3 separate regions of the Danio rerio genome follow, and all the other regions are linked to region 1. Evidence: chromatin contacts called from public Hi-C and Micro-C data. All regions are on one chromosome and are shown on one strand. Each heading gives the region's core, a stretch centred on a gene start, on an enhancer-like site or on the middle of the called end of the contact. The rest is flanking DNA. Distances are from core to core; before and after follow the strand shown.

Evidence for each region. Hi-C and Micro-C count contacts between places; a contact is called where the count stands out from the background.
Region 2: a Hi-C map of hematopoietic stem cells shows a contact between it and region 1, with 3 times the contacts expected there. The contact joins the promoter of rps13 here to the promoter of si:ch211-107p11.3 in region 1. A contact is called at or near these places in 3 of 18 Hi-C or Micro-C datasets (caudal fin, hematopoietic stem cells and an unstated tissue) and 1 of 4 datasets of contacts at active chromatin or transcription factors (caudal fin).
Region 3: a contact with region 1 is called in a Micro-C map of caudal fin, with 12 times the contacts expected there. The contact joins the promoter of caprin1a here to the promoter of si:ch211-107p11.3 in region 1. A contact is called at or near these places in 5 of 18 Hi-C or Micro-C datasets (caudal fin, embryo, fibroblasts and 2 more) and 3 of 4 datasets of contacts at active chromatin or transcription factors (caudal fin, embryo and gastrula embryo).

The regions. Positions count from the first base shown.
Region 1 is chr7:26,847,824-26,852,063 of GRCz12tu, forward strand. si:ch211-107p11.3 reads right to left here and starts at 2,089. Exons shown (of 5, transcript NM_001386565.1): 1 at 1,614-2,089; 2 at 1,473-1,543; 3 at 1-174. The coding sequence starts at 1,774. It overlaps ext2 (exostosin glycosyltransferase 2), which reads left to right and starts at 2,299. Exons shown (of 15, transcript NM_001008400.2): 1 at 2,299-2,450.
Region 2 is chr7:27,041,468-27,045,707 of GRCz12tu, forward strand. It overlaps rps13 (ribosomal protein S13), which reads left to right and starts at 2,003. Exons shown (of 6, transcript NM_001002079.1): 1 at 2,003-2,035; 2 at 2,644-2,692; 3 at 2,781-2,859. The coding sequence starts at 2,013.
Region 3 is chr7:26,996,682-27,000,921 of GRCz12tu, forward strand. caprin1a (cell cycle associated protein 1a) reads left to right here and starts at 2,474. Exons shown (of 18, transcript NM_001003484.1): 1 at 2,474-2,610. LOC141375370 (a long non-coding RNA gene) reads right to left here and starts at 3,049. Exons shown (of 5, transcript XR_012383308.1): 1 at 2,410-3,049.

The DNA.
Region 1 (4,240 bases), core at 839-3,338:
TGCTGCAGCCAGGCATATCAGGCATATCTCCTGGATCAGAGCTGCAGCCACCAACTATGCTCTCTATGATAGGACCGTCTACATTGTTCTCTATTGGTGGCTCCTCTTCATCTATGTACTCCTCTTTTGTTTGGACCAATCCCATCTTCTTCAATGCAGCCTTTCTCTTGTTTGCTAAATTATACGTATTCATGGAGTTAATAATAAAAACAAACATTTAAAGCTCTTAATTTTTATTAAATTAAAAGAGGCCCACTAGAGGGTGCTAAAGGTCTACAAAAGATTGCACAGAAAAACAAGGAAAAGGTTGATGATAATAATTTTAAAGTAACTGCCATCTCTACCAAATGGTTGACTAAGTTTTGACTCTTTTAAATAATGAGTGTCATTTAAAGAATGACTGTCCTAAATAATGGCTTGCACTTTACAGCATTGTAGGTTTATAAAAAAAATCAAACAAACATAATCCTGTTGCACTACACATTGGTTTTATTGTACAAAAAAAAAAGAAAGAAAAACAATAGTTATCAGTGTTATTATTACGGTTGCCCTTTTTTCTTTTTACTGTTAACATTACTATCATTACATTACTTTCTTGTCTCTCACCACTGATTGGTCTCTTTCTATCTATGTTTTATTTCTAAGTTATTTGCTTCATTTATTGACTGTTATGCATGCTGTTTTATGATATGTATCTTTTATTTTCTCTTTCTCTTATGTGTGTACTCTGACATGTTCACCTGTTTACCTTTACATGCACTCACGCACACATACTGTACATGCAAACATGTGCACCTGAGAGTATTGATGTTGTTTTTTTTGTTTTTTCATCTTTTTTTTGTTGTTGTTTTGTTCTCTTTGTATGTGCTCCTAATGTATGTACCTCTTGCATACCCCTATGAGAATCTGAAATATTTAAAGGCATACTAAAAAAGAAATTATGATTTAGTATTCAATTTGTTTTATTTTGATTATATTTTTAAATAAAATGGTCTTACACTTCAAATTTTCAGATTTCTCACACTATATGTATTAATTCCTGGTACTTTTACCATAAACTGACATTTTAGATAGAGGCTGGTATTTTTAGAAATTATGGGATGTGTTGGGATGTTATTTTCTTCCTGGTGGGGCAGTTAAGGAATAATGAACATTTGTTTTTAATCCACATGCCATACGAGATGTACGTTGTGATATGCTGAGAATCTAGGTATTAACCAGTGCAATTATAATAATAAGTAGCACATTTAATGTACACGAGGAACTGGTCTGTAAAATAAAGTACTGCCAATAATGAAGTACATAATATATCTTACTGAGAAAAAGAAACAGAATATGCAATTCCTGATTAACAATTAACATTTTTACAATATAATTTTAAAATTTCCCCTCATTATAATGTTTATGGAACTTAAACCACAACAAGGTAGATTAATCTTAACAATTTTAAACCTCTCAAAAAAGTGACTAACCACTTTGAACGACGTTCTTGTATTTCGTCTTCACCTGCTGCCACGTTCGTCTTGGTCCCAAAGGATTGGATCTGCCATTAAAATGTAGGATTGAAGAACAGCGGAGCGGAATTGTTGTAATTAAAAATTAATTGTACTTACGCATTTAGTTTGCTGGCTATTTTTCGCCACGCATCCTGACGGAGTCTTGCAGCCGCTATAGTATTCCCTTTGGTTTTTATTAAATGTCTAACTTCGTCATATCCTTCCATTAAAAGTTGCAATTCAGCAGCACTGAAATAAGCAGCACGCTGCTTAGCCATGTTCATCTTGACTTTTTGTTAGAATAAACAACAGTCTGTTTGTAAATAGTCTGAAACCTAAATCCGAGATGTGGACCGAAACCCCATTTCAGGTACGGACTCGAGCTAGCTCAACCCGGGCTATGCGAACTAATTCGGGCTTTGTTAAACCACGGTCGAAGAACGGGACCCAGATGCCTGTTTCTTGCTTAAAAACATTAGGCTTATAGAAAAGGTTGCTCTAATATTCGAAATAATGTACAATAGTAGACTTTTAAGTTATTTACGCCGTATGAAAAAATGGTGGCTGAATCGGTGAGATGATAGCTGTTGTTTGTGGTTGTGTGTAAAATAACCGAACGAGCTAGCTATCTAGACAGCGAAGCAAAGTATTGTCGTACCAAACATGCTGTCTATATAGGTGGCTCTGTAGGTTTTAAGACACAGTCATTGATTACATTCGTTCTTCCTCTACAGCAGATGGCGCGACGCAACCCAAGTGACAAGAAATCCGTGCGTTAATATACACGAAGGACAGACAAATCTCTTCTTTCCTGTCAGCTGTCCTTTTAGTGTAAGGAATGTGTTGTGGGATGATAAATAACATTCAACTTAAATATTCACCATACTGGAACGACAAATGAAATAATGTTTGCGGCGTGCTGAAGTTTGAGGCCGTAAGCTGGACATCGTGAAGGTTAGTTCATGTTTTTATGAGGGCTAACGTAGCCTGTCTGCTATCGTTAGCGAGTGTGTTTTGGAATTGTATTCAACTCAGGAAAGGACTTATTTTGTTTAGGATGGTCAAATACGGCCTGGTTTTATTACTAAAGATGAACCATATAGAGATAAGTGGATTTTGGCATAAGTAAATAGCAAAAAATTGCATTAATGAATTATTCGTAACTGTTAGGTTGACCATTAACTTACTATAGAATATTTGCAACGTTAACACATAATAACATTGATTGATTGATTTAAAGTTAGTTGATAACTTTGATTGACAATTCGTTTTTGAACGAACAGTCATGTAATTTCATTGTGAATAGTTTCTGCAGTTATCTAAAGAACAATTAACGTTAACGTTAGAATAGTCCGTCATGTAATCAGTCTAGAAATTCTGATGAAATCCCACATGAATAAATCCTATAGTAATTCATAGTAAATAAATACAAAAGTGCTTTTGAAGCATACTATAGAATCGTGTATTATACTGTATGTATTTTAGTTTTTAAAACACGTTGTTAAAGAATGCTACTGCATACTGCAGTATTAACTACTCAACTGATAAACTAGAAATACTGTAGTATACTTAAATTTTTAATACAGCAAACTGTGGTATATTGTAGTAGAGTATATAGTTGTAGAAAAAGTTAGTTGATAAGTTTAGAATTCTATAATTGTATTTTCACAGAAAACGGAGAATTACTAGAGCAGATTAATTCAAGTACTTTCAGGTAGGAATAACTTGAAAATACACAATGAATTACTATTGTATTCTTTTAATTTGGGATCAATTAGGGCTGCACAATATATCGGTTCCGCATTGATATTGCAATTGTAATTATTCGCTTTAATGAGATCGCAGGATATGTGATGTTAAGTTTGTATAATAATTTATCATTTGCTTGTGTTTTTGATTACCGTGATTGTATTATGATTTTTAAAAGCATTAAGGTATAAGAACTTGTACCATTTGTGACCTTAACTATGATTAATTTTATTGAATTATTTTTAATTTTATCTTTCAGTCACTGTACTTGAATACTGTCAGACTCGTAAAGTGATAAAACACTTTATTTCAACTGTATCTTTTTCTTGAGTGTGTTTATAGATTGTTATGCATAAATTCTCACTATAGAAATGCTCTGCAAATAGCACAGGTCACAATGAAAATTTGTTGGAAGACCCCAAAAAATTTATAGATTGTTTATTGGTTTTTATGGAGATGCAAATAGTAAACATGAATTTTTCTCTGACTAAACATGTGCATGAAAATACTCCTAACAGATGCAAATACAGAAATGCACTGCAAATAGCACAAACCACAGTGTAAATGTGTCAGGGGACTCCAAAAAATGTATAGATTATTTATTAGATTCTATGGAGATGCATTCCCATTGCTGAATCATCCCAACAGATCTAACATTTATATATTTTTTCCAAATAGAGATATCTGGTGAAAATGTATTCATATCGCAATATATATCGCAATATAAAAAAAATTGCAATATTGGATTTTCCAATATCGTGCAGACCTAGGATTAATCATAATGAGAATAATTTCATTAGACTGTTCAACCATATATCATATCAGAATTTCAACAAGCAATGAAAGTAATTAAAAAATTTTTGGACTCATCAGTTATAAAATCAGAATTAGAACGATCATACAAAACATGAAATAAGTAGAACTGAATAAATGAATCAGATTTAAATTTTTCAGATTTCATAAATTAGAATGAAGTAATTCATTTATTTTTTAGT
Region 2 (4,240 bases), core at 753-3,252, 190 kb after region 1:
TGTAAAACTAAATACAATACATTCACAAATAAAAAACAAGTTTACAAACTGTGTGTATGTAGTTATAGTTAATTAGCTGTACTTGTGATTTGTGAATTATATTTGCATGTGCACTTGGAAGAAAGGAGGGTTTAGAAAAGAAGGTATAACATTAAAATCTTAATGGTTAAAGAAAGATTTTACAACATATGATAGAATAATTATAAAAGAGCTGTATAATTAATAGACTGCATTGGTTGGGGCTCCTTAATTCAGCCCTAAGCAACTGCTTACCCTGCTTATTGGTTAAGTCTGCCCCCCCCTGACCACATAATCATGCATTCTTGTTTGTTAATTGGTTTTCCTGTTGGAAAGAGGTAAACATTTTTAAAATGTAACATTACACAGAAGTTAAAAACAAAACAATATATAAGAATGTTGGAAAAAAGTTTCCAGGAACAAAAATACTTAAAATGTCATTCACTGTTTCCCCCCCACATTCTTCGGTAATGAAAACTAAGAATATGTCTTTACAGCACAATGTATTCTGGAAATTTGGGGCATGGAAAGCTGCACCCATTGATTTCTCTATGTTTATTATATTATATTCACTCACATGCAATAAACTGTAAGCACTCACATTACAAATAACGAAGAAAATCATATCTGGAAATGTTTTCTAGAGACAGCTCGTTGGTACGCTGTTACTATATAGATAAGTTAGTTCACTTATTTTATAGCATCCTCTTCATGTGTTCAGCTTTTTTAGCTTTATTTTAGAATATTAAGAATATATCTAATATCCAGAATAACATGGAATGCATATTTTCAGCTTGTCAGACACTATTGGCCTTTTCTGTAGTAATTTGCATTGGTTTATATTCAACTCTCAAGCTTGTCTGAAAATATGACATAACACAACTACCATTCACTATATATCTTGTGTTCAGCAGAAGAAAAAAAACTCAAACCGGTTTTGAACAAATAAAGGATGAGTAAATGATGACAAGAGTTTTCATTTTTGGGTGAACTGTCTATCCATTTAATTGTGATATCTGGTAGCCTACACAATTTTCTAATATTGGTCCATCCTGGCCAATGTTCAAAAGTAGAACATATTACAGTTTGTTTAATACACAATGCAATTTGCACTGTACACACACACACACCTAGAGGTGCTATGCTCCGCCCAGTTGGGAATACTGTTGGGTGGAGCTGTTTTATCTGTTCATTCTATATTTCTACAGCCTTTTATACTTTTGCAGTCATGCTTACATCAGCCAGGTTTTCCTGGAGCGCCACCAGTTGGTGGATTTGAGAAAAAGTTTTTTTTAATAAGAAGACAATTAAAGCACAAAATAACCAGGACAATTAACAAAACAAAAAATCTTGCTAAATCAAAATACAATGGCTTAAAATGAGAGACAAGGATCCCTGAATCATTCATTCATTCATTCAATCATTTTGGCTTAGTTCCTTTATTAAGGAGGGTTCGCCACAGCGGAATGAACCGCCAACTTATACTGCATATGTTTTACGAAGCAGATGCCCTTCCAGCTGCAACCCATTACTAGGAAACACCCAAACACTCTCATTCACACACACACTATGGCCAATTTAGCGCGCGCGCGCGTGTGTGTGGGACTGTGTTTGTGTGAGAGAGAGAGAGAGATCCGTATATCCTCCCCCCTGAAAAAAACCCTGAAATGTAAGATGAAAATAAATACGTAAATAAATAAATGTGCAAAACAACAATAAATCCGAATAAATAATGTTTATAGCCTAATATATAAACATTTTGCGGTACATCTGCATGCATATGAAAAGCACAAAATAAAAAAGACAATTGTAATGTTAAATTTAATAAACAACATAGAAGAAATACATGAATTAATTAATGTTAAAGAAAAATCTTAGAAATATATGAAATCAACAGACAGGAAGTTATTTTTAACATCACTTCCGGCGCCCTACTTCACTTCCTCTCGGCCTTACCTCGGTCTTTCTCTTTCCTCGCTCTTAAAACCGCCATCATGGGTCGTATGCACGCTCCTGGGTAAATGTTTATTTTACACTAAAAACACCTTTATTTATTCTCAACACTGTCCTAAAACGCCGTTAACACTTTAGAACATAGATCGAACCCGGAATTGTTATTTAATCGGAACTAGAAAAGCGTTTTTGAGCAGTCAGAGTGATCCCACGTTCTCTTCCTCTGTGGAGCGTGATGGCAGCACATGTACGAGGCGCTGCAGGATGAACACATCAGAGAAACTCTTAGTAATGGTTCTGTTAATAATGACGTTGGGTCTGTGTTTTAACGGTTTGGGTATTTTGTCGCTCAGATTTACATAACGCATGTTTATTTGCCAGATGTGTTTGTCGGTTCGGGCTGGTCAGACCTCATACATTTAACGTTAAAATCAATTATTTGTAGAAGTATCTAAATCTACACTAATGTTAATTTTTTTACCCTGTTCTTTTTCCCCTTTGTTCTTGAAGTTGTAACTTGTACGTGTATATGCTTGTCTTAGTTTGTTGTCAGTTATTGTTTTCTATGTAGTTTTTGTTGGCAAGCTAACTTAGTGAAATTGTCTTGTCTTCTAAATTAATGTTTCTTGTAGACCACATAATTCACATTTTGAATGTTTTATTATTTTTCAGCAAGGGCTTGTCCCAGTCGGCACTGCCCTATAGGCGAAGTGTCCCCACAGTAAGTCTGTTGACTCAGATTTTTTTTCATCTGATTAATTATGTTAATTGTCACAGCTGTTAAAATATCCCATTATTTTGTGTTTTAGTGGCTCAAATTGACATCTGATGATGTTAAAGAGCAGATCTTTAAACTGGCCAAGAAGGGTCTGACCCCCTCTCAGATCGGTAAGTTCTGATTGACAATACAGGCTTTATAACAAAAAAGCTTGTATCTGTTAGGATCAAGAATTTCAGTAATACATGTGTGTTGGTTTTACAAAGGACTTTTATTTATCCTTTTATCGTTCATTTAAAAACTTATTGATGTGAAGTTGGTTTTATATTCCCACATCTGCACTTTCTCCTTGATTATAGAATTTCAGAAAACTATTCTTTGCACACTAAGTAGGGAGATCATATTAGCAGTCAAAGACTATCAAAGAACAGCATTGTTCACAGTCCATGAAATAGTGCTAATTAAGTTTTGAAGTCATACTTGCATGGTTTTTTAGACCAAATATTCAAGGTAGAGTGGTAAACAATATAGCCAAAGTGTCACAATTTGTCAGTTAGAGAATGAATGAATGTCCGAAAATGAAACCAACTTTATCTCAACTTTAACTATTGTGAATCAAATGAATTTAATGTATTGTATGAAAACAAGGCCTCTGAGTCTATGAACTATGTACAGCAGTTGTTCTAATTGTCTCCACAGAAGTGGAATTTTTTTACTTGATCCTTATTTTTGTAAGTTTCTGTTATTTGTAATGTAGACTTTGCAGTTATGCATTTTAGTTTAGATTACCTCAATCAGACAAATAAGTCAATTGTAATGGGTGATGTACTAATATACACTTGCGTGCTGTTGATGTAATTATAATCATAATTTTTGACTATTCAAAATCTCAGATGGTCAGAGCTGTTGTTTAATTTCAGATGAGTCTTGGAAGTACTAGTTTCCCCGCAGCAGGGATGGACCAAACATCTCAAACAGCCAAAATATAAATATTATTGAATTGACAAAAATATCTAAATCTTGTTGCACTTGCCTATTAAATGTTAAGCCACATGCTGCAGCTTTAAACTGTGATATTATACTGGTATTGAGATGGGGCTCTCATCTTTAAAGAAGAAAGGCTTAGACTTGGTAACACCATTTCTTATGCCACAACTAGGCATGAGCCAGTATTAGTTTCTGACGGTATGATAACCTTGAATAAAAATATCACAGATTCATGATTTGTAATTACTGCTCTAAAATAAGTTCTTTTTAAATGTCTTGCTAAGAAAACAAAACGTTTACCCAAATTGAACAATATACATTTTGTTTTAGGAAACATAAGGCTTTGAAACTATGAACATGTCCGGCTAATTAATAAAAATAAATGAACTTCTATTATATTTGTTTCAAAAGTACAGATTTCTTTACAATACATTTGAAAAAAAAACATTTAAAATTTTACCTTAGAAACGGTATAACAGAAGATGTTTGCTGTTTTAAAATCTTGACTTTTTCAAACCACGGTTTTGGTTATAATTGCATGCCAAGCCACAACTCAAGTGGATT
Region 3 (4,240 bases), core at 1,224-3,723, 150 kb after region 1:
GCAGCTTTGCGTGTTTGTGGGTGGCTGCATCACTCTCGATTGTCATTTTTATACAGCCTCATAGAAAGTCCCATTTTTCCTGTCAGTGCAAATAAATTCCTCACTCCTCAGACGAAAGGGTTTTCTTACCACTCCATTTTGTGGTGAGACTATAGCACACTAAATAGTGGGGCAACTTAAGCTTGTGGCCTTCAGACATACCGAATCAGGAAAGAGAGTATCCCTACATGCTAAGCAAGACATGATCTTTTTATAAAAAAATGCTTATATTTCAAGCCACTGAGTTATATCCCCCCGGAATATTGATATTATAATAATATATCTTTGTGTTATCCTTAGACATTAAAATGCTAATAATATATGTTTAATATTAGTGTCTCCATGAAGGAGATGGCTTTGGTGGAAAGTGAGAAGGTACTGTGTTTCACTCACCCTCAAATTGGTTATTATTGAAGCTATAGCCACCATCAGGGAGAAATATTCAGTATGATGAGCTCTTGACTAATGTCACAGCACAGCTGTGGTCTCTGCCTGGCCTCTAGTGGAGGAAACTTATACTTCAGGTTGTATTTGCAGCAGGTCAAAACCTCTTTGGTGATTTAAATTATTTTATGTTTTATTGGGGGTTCAAGCATAGAACTTAAATTTGTTAGGCCGATTGTCTGAAGGGGGAGGAGACGCTTTTGCAAAAATCTCCCTTGTCTAAAACAGAATGAGATTAGGCATGGGCTTGGATAAAAATATCACGGTATTGTGATTTTACTGCTCTAAAGTATATATATATATTTTAAATGTCTGGGTAAAAAACAAAACTTTTTTTTCTCTTTGAAAACAATAGATTTTATATTTTAAAAGATTTATAATACTTTGTAACTGTAAACATGTCAGGCTAAATAATTAAAATGAATCATTGACTTCTGCTGTCTTTATTAGTTTCAACAACACAAATTTCTTTACAATTTAAAACGGCATCTTTGGATATTTTCTTTGCTGAAGATACTGTTGTCCTAAAAAAACAAAATAAAAAAAATATATATATTATACATACTGTTGGAACGGTATTACAGAGAGTTTTGGCGATTTTAAACACTTGACTTTTCCAAACCGCGGTATTCCTTGAAAACGGTTATCGTCAAATGCCTAAGTTATTATCACCAAAATTGGAATGAGTATGTTTAAGCTTGATCTAAGATAACTAAAAAAATAAAGTATTACAGTTTTTCAACACGGTAGTGCTACAATTTGAATAAGAACACCATGATACCGGCTCTAATTGAGTGACTGCTGGTTTGACAAATAATATTGTCCTGCACGACCGAAGAGGTTTGAACGCATCACTTGGACCCTACCCTATTTTTAACCCTTTTGTTCCAGATCCTTCCATTAGGGATGAATAATATAAAGTAATATAATCTAATGTAGATTTATATAGTGCATTTATAAAGCATTGCAATATACATAAATGTCTTTACAATAATGTGGGGGGATCTCTACACAACACCACCAGTGTGCAGCATCAACCTGGATAATGCAACAGCAGCCACAAGACAACGGTGCTTTACCCCACACACCAGTTGCAGGTGAAGTGGAGAAACCATCAACCAATAAAATTTTAGAACCTATTAAACAAGGTTAAGTGTCCAAATGGAACAAAACTTGTTGAGTTTGTTCAACTCATTGAACTAGAGGTTTGTGAGAAATTCGAAAGAAATTGGTCACTGCGGGACGATACCACAATCAAGTATTGATTGCAATATTATGACACAGTTCCACGGTTTATTCCACTTTGGTGGCCCTGATAAATCAGGGACTTAGCCGAAGTATAGTGACTGAGATATTCTGATGCTGTAAAACTATTAAAAAGTTAATTTATCTATCTATCTATCTATCTATCTATCTATCTATCTATCTATCTATCTATCTATCTATCTATCTATCTATCTATCTTCTAACTATCTATCTTCTATCTATCTGTCTGTCTGTCTGTCTGTCGATCTGTCTGTCTGTCTGTCTGTCGGTCTGTCTGTCTGTCGATCTGTCTGTCTGTCTGTCTGTCTGTCTGTCTGTATATTTATCTATCTGTCTGGCCGTGTGTCTGTCTGTCTGTCTGTCTGTCTGTAACAAAAGGCAAATGCAGTAACATATAATCCAATAACACAATTTTTGTATTGTGTTTCCTCTTGTTGTGCTATAAATGTGCCTTATGTGGCATATAATTAAATGTGCGTTTTCTTTTTTTTCATATTGTTACAAAGTTTAGTTCTGAATGAGTTTTGAGAAACGACACCAGTATTGTGGAACAAGCTCCAAATGTATTTGGCTTAATAAATATCTGACGAGTTCCTTCTTTATAAATGTAATATTTAACAAATGTATTTTTCAGGCGTTATTTGAAGAAAAAAATGTTACCTGCATTTATTTGTAGATGAGTTCAGGCACGAACACAGACACCTACAAGGGTCCTTCAGCGCTTCTGCATTGTTAAGACGAAACTCGCGGAGCTGCTGGAGTTGCCGGGGAGCGTCTGTTGTACTTAAAGAAAATAACATCTAAAACACTGAAATCCAACTGTGTCATACAAATATATCTTTCAAAACATTGAAAGCAAAGGTAGGATGCCACGATTTTAAGAATTGTCAATATTCTGCATCCGCGAAAGCGATGGCCAGATGAAGCTAGCGGCTAACGCGTACAATCCGCTAACTCTGAGAATCTAACAGCACGCGATTAAAGTTTGATTCTCCAACAGCACTTTTGTGTTTATATGTTTACGTTTGTGCGCCATATGCAAGCTAATTATTCAGACCGTCTGTTCTGTTAAAATGTAATGGTTTCTGGAGTTGAAGGATGTGATGCTGGCCAGCAGTCTAGTCTGACCGTCCGGCCAGTAGGAAAGATTTGAGTCTGCTAGACTTTAAAGCGTTTTAAGGTCACTTTGAATTATACTAGATATGCTGGAAATATCGCGTTCTCTTTCTGCTTTTGTCTGAATGAGTGGCATTTTTTAAACCAGAGGTGATGGTTTAGAATCGAGTGTTTATCTCGGACAAGTGAGTGGTTCAATGTCTTTTTTTGGGATAACGAATAGACCTTTGTTTACTCTCTGGACCAAGTAATGCAGGCTTTAGTTGTTGATAGTTTTAAATGAGCTGAGACCATGTCTAATTCTTGTTGACCTGTGTGGTTAGTGTGTCATTGAATACCTTTACAGTATATACGTAGTTGCATTGTTATTTTTGGTTACTAATCTAAATTTAATAATAATATGACTACAGATAATCTGTATATTTCTCTTGGCAAATAAATTAAAGTTTAAAGATTATTAATCCCCTTGGGACAATTCATTTTGACATGGTGGTGCTTCACATATAACAAGAATGACACACTTAAAACAATAAACACCCAACACTTAACATCAAGTGCACAAACAAAAAGGAGAAAAAAATCAACAATAATAATTTATGTAGTTTGTTAAATAATTAATAAATAATAATGCCATCAGTCACTGAAGACTGCTGTTATTATTTTTTCTACCAATTTATAATTTTTTAAAACTCAATATTTCAACTATGAATAATCTGTGGATTTATCTTTACATATGCCACCATTGACAATGATGTTATTTATTTATTGTTCCTTCCCAGTATTAAATATTATGACTACAAATAATCTTTGGATGCATCTTTACAGATGCCACCAGTGAGGACTGGTGACTAGGCTGTTATGTTTTTTTTTTACTGATTAGGGATGTAACAATTCACCTGACTTACGATTCGATACGATTTACGATACTAATCTCACGATTCAAGATTTAGTCACTATTTTTTACCAAAATTATTTGAAACATTTAACTGGCCTCTGGCATAAAAAATTGAGCATAAAAATTACTATTTATTAGAATTAATATATTTATTATATTAATATATTTATTATATAGTAGAATAGAGACAAGAGTTAAACATGATTATGATGGTGAATAATTAACATGTATAATTGATTAATATTAGTATCAGTGTGATACACTTAAGAGATAATCTTCAACATTTTTAAATATTTAGTAATAATAAGCATATTATTAAAATATGCATGAACTAATTAAAAAAAATGAGAGGGTCCAAATAATCTTATACCTGGTTCTCTATCAGTCTGGAAAACATCTTCACACTTTCACCATGCAAACACTGATGCACCGTGTGATCTTCGTAGCACTCGTTGAAGCAAGCGAAGCTGCAAATCATCT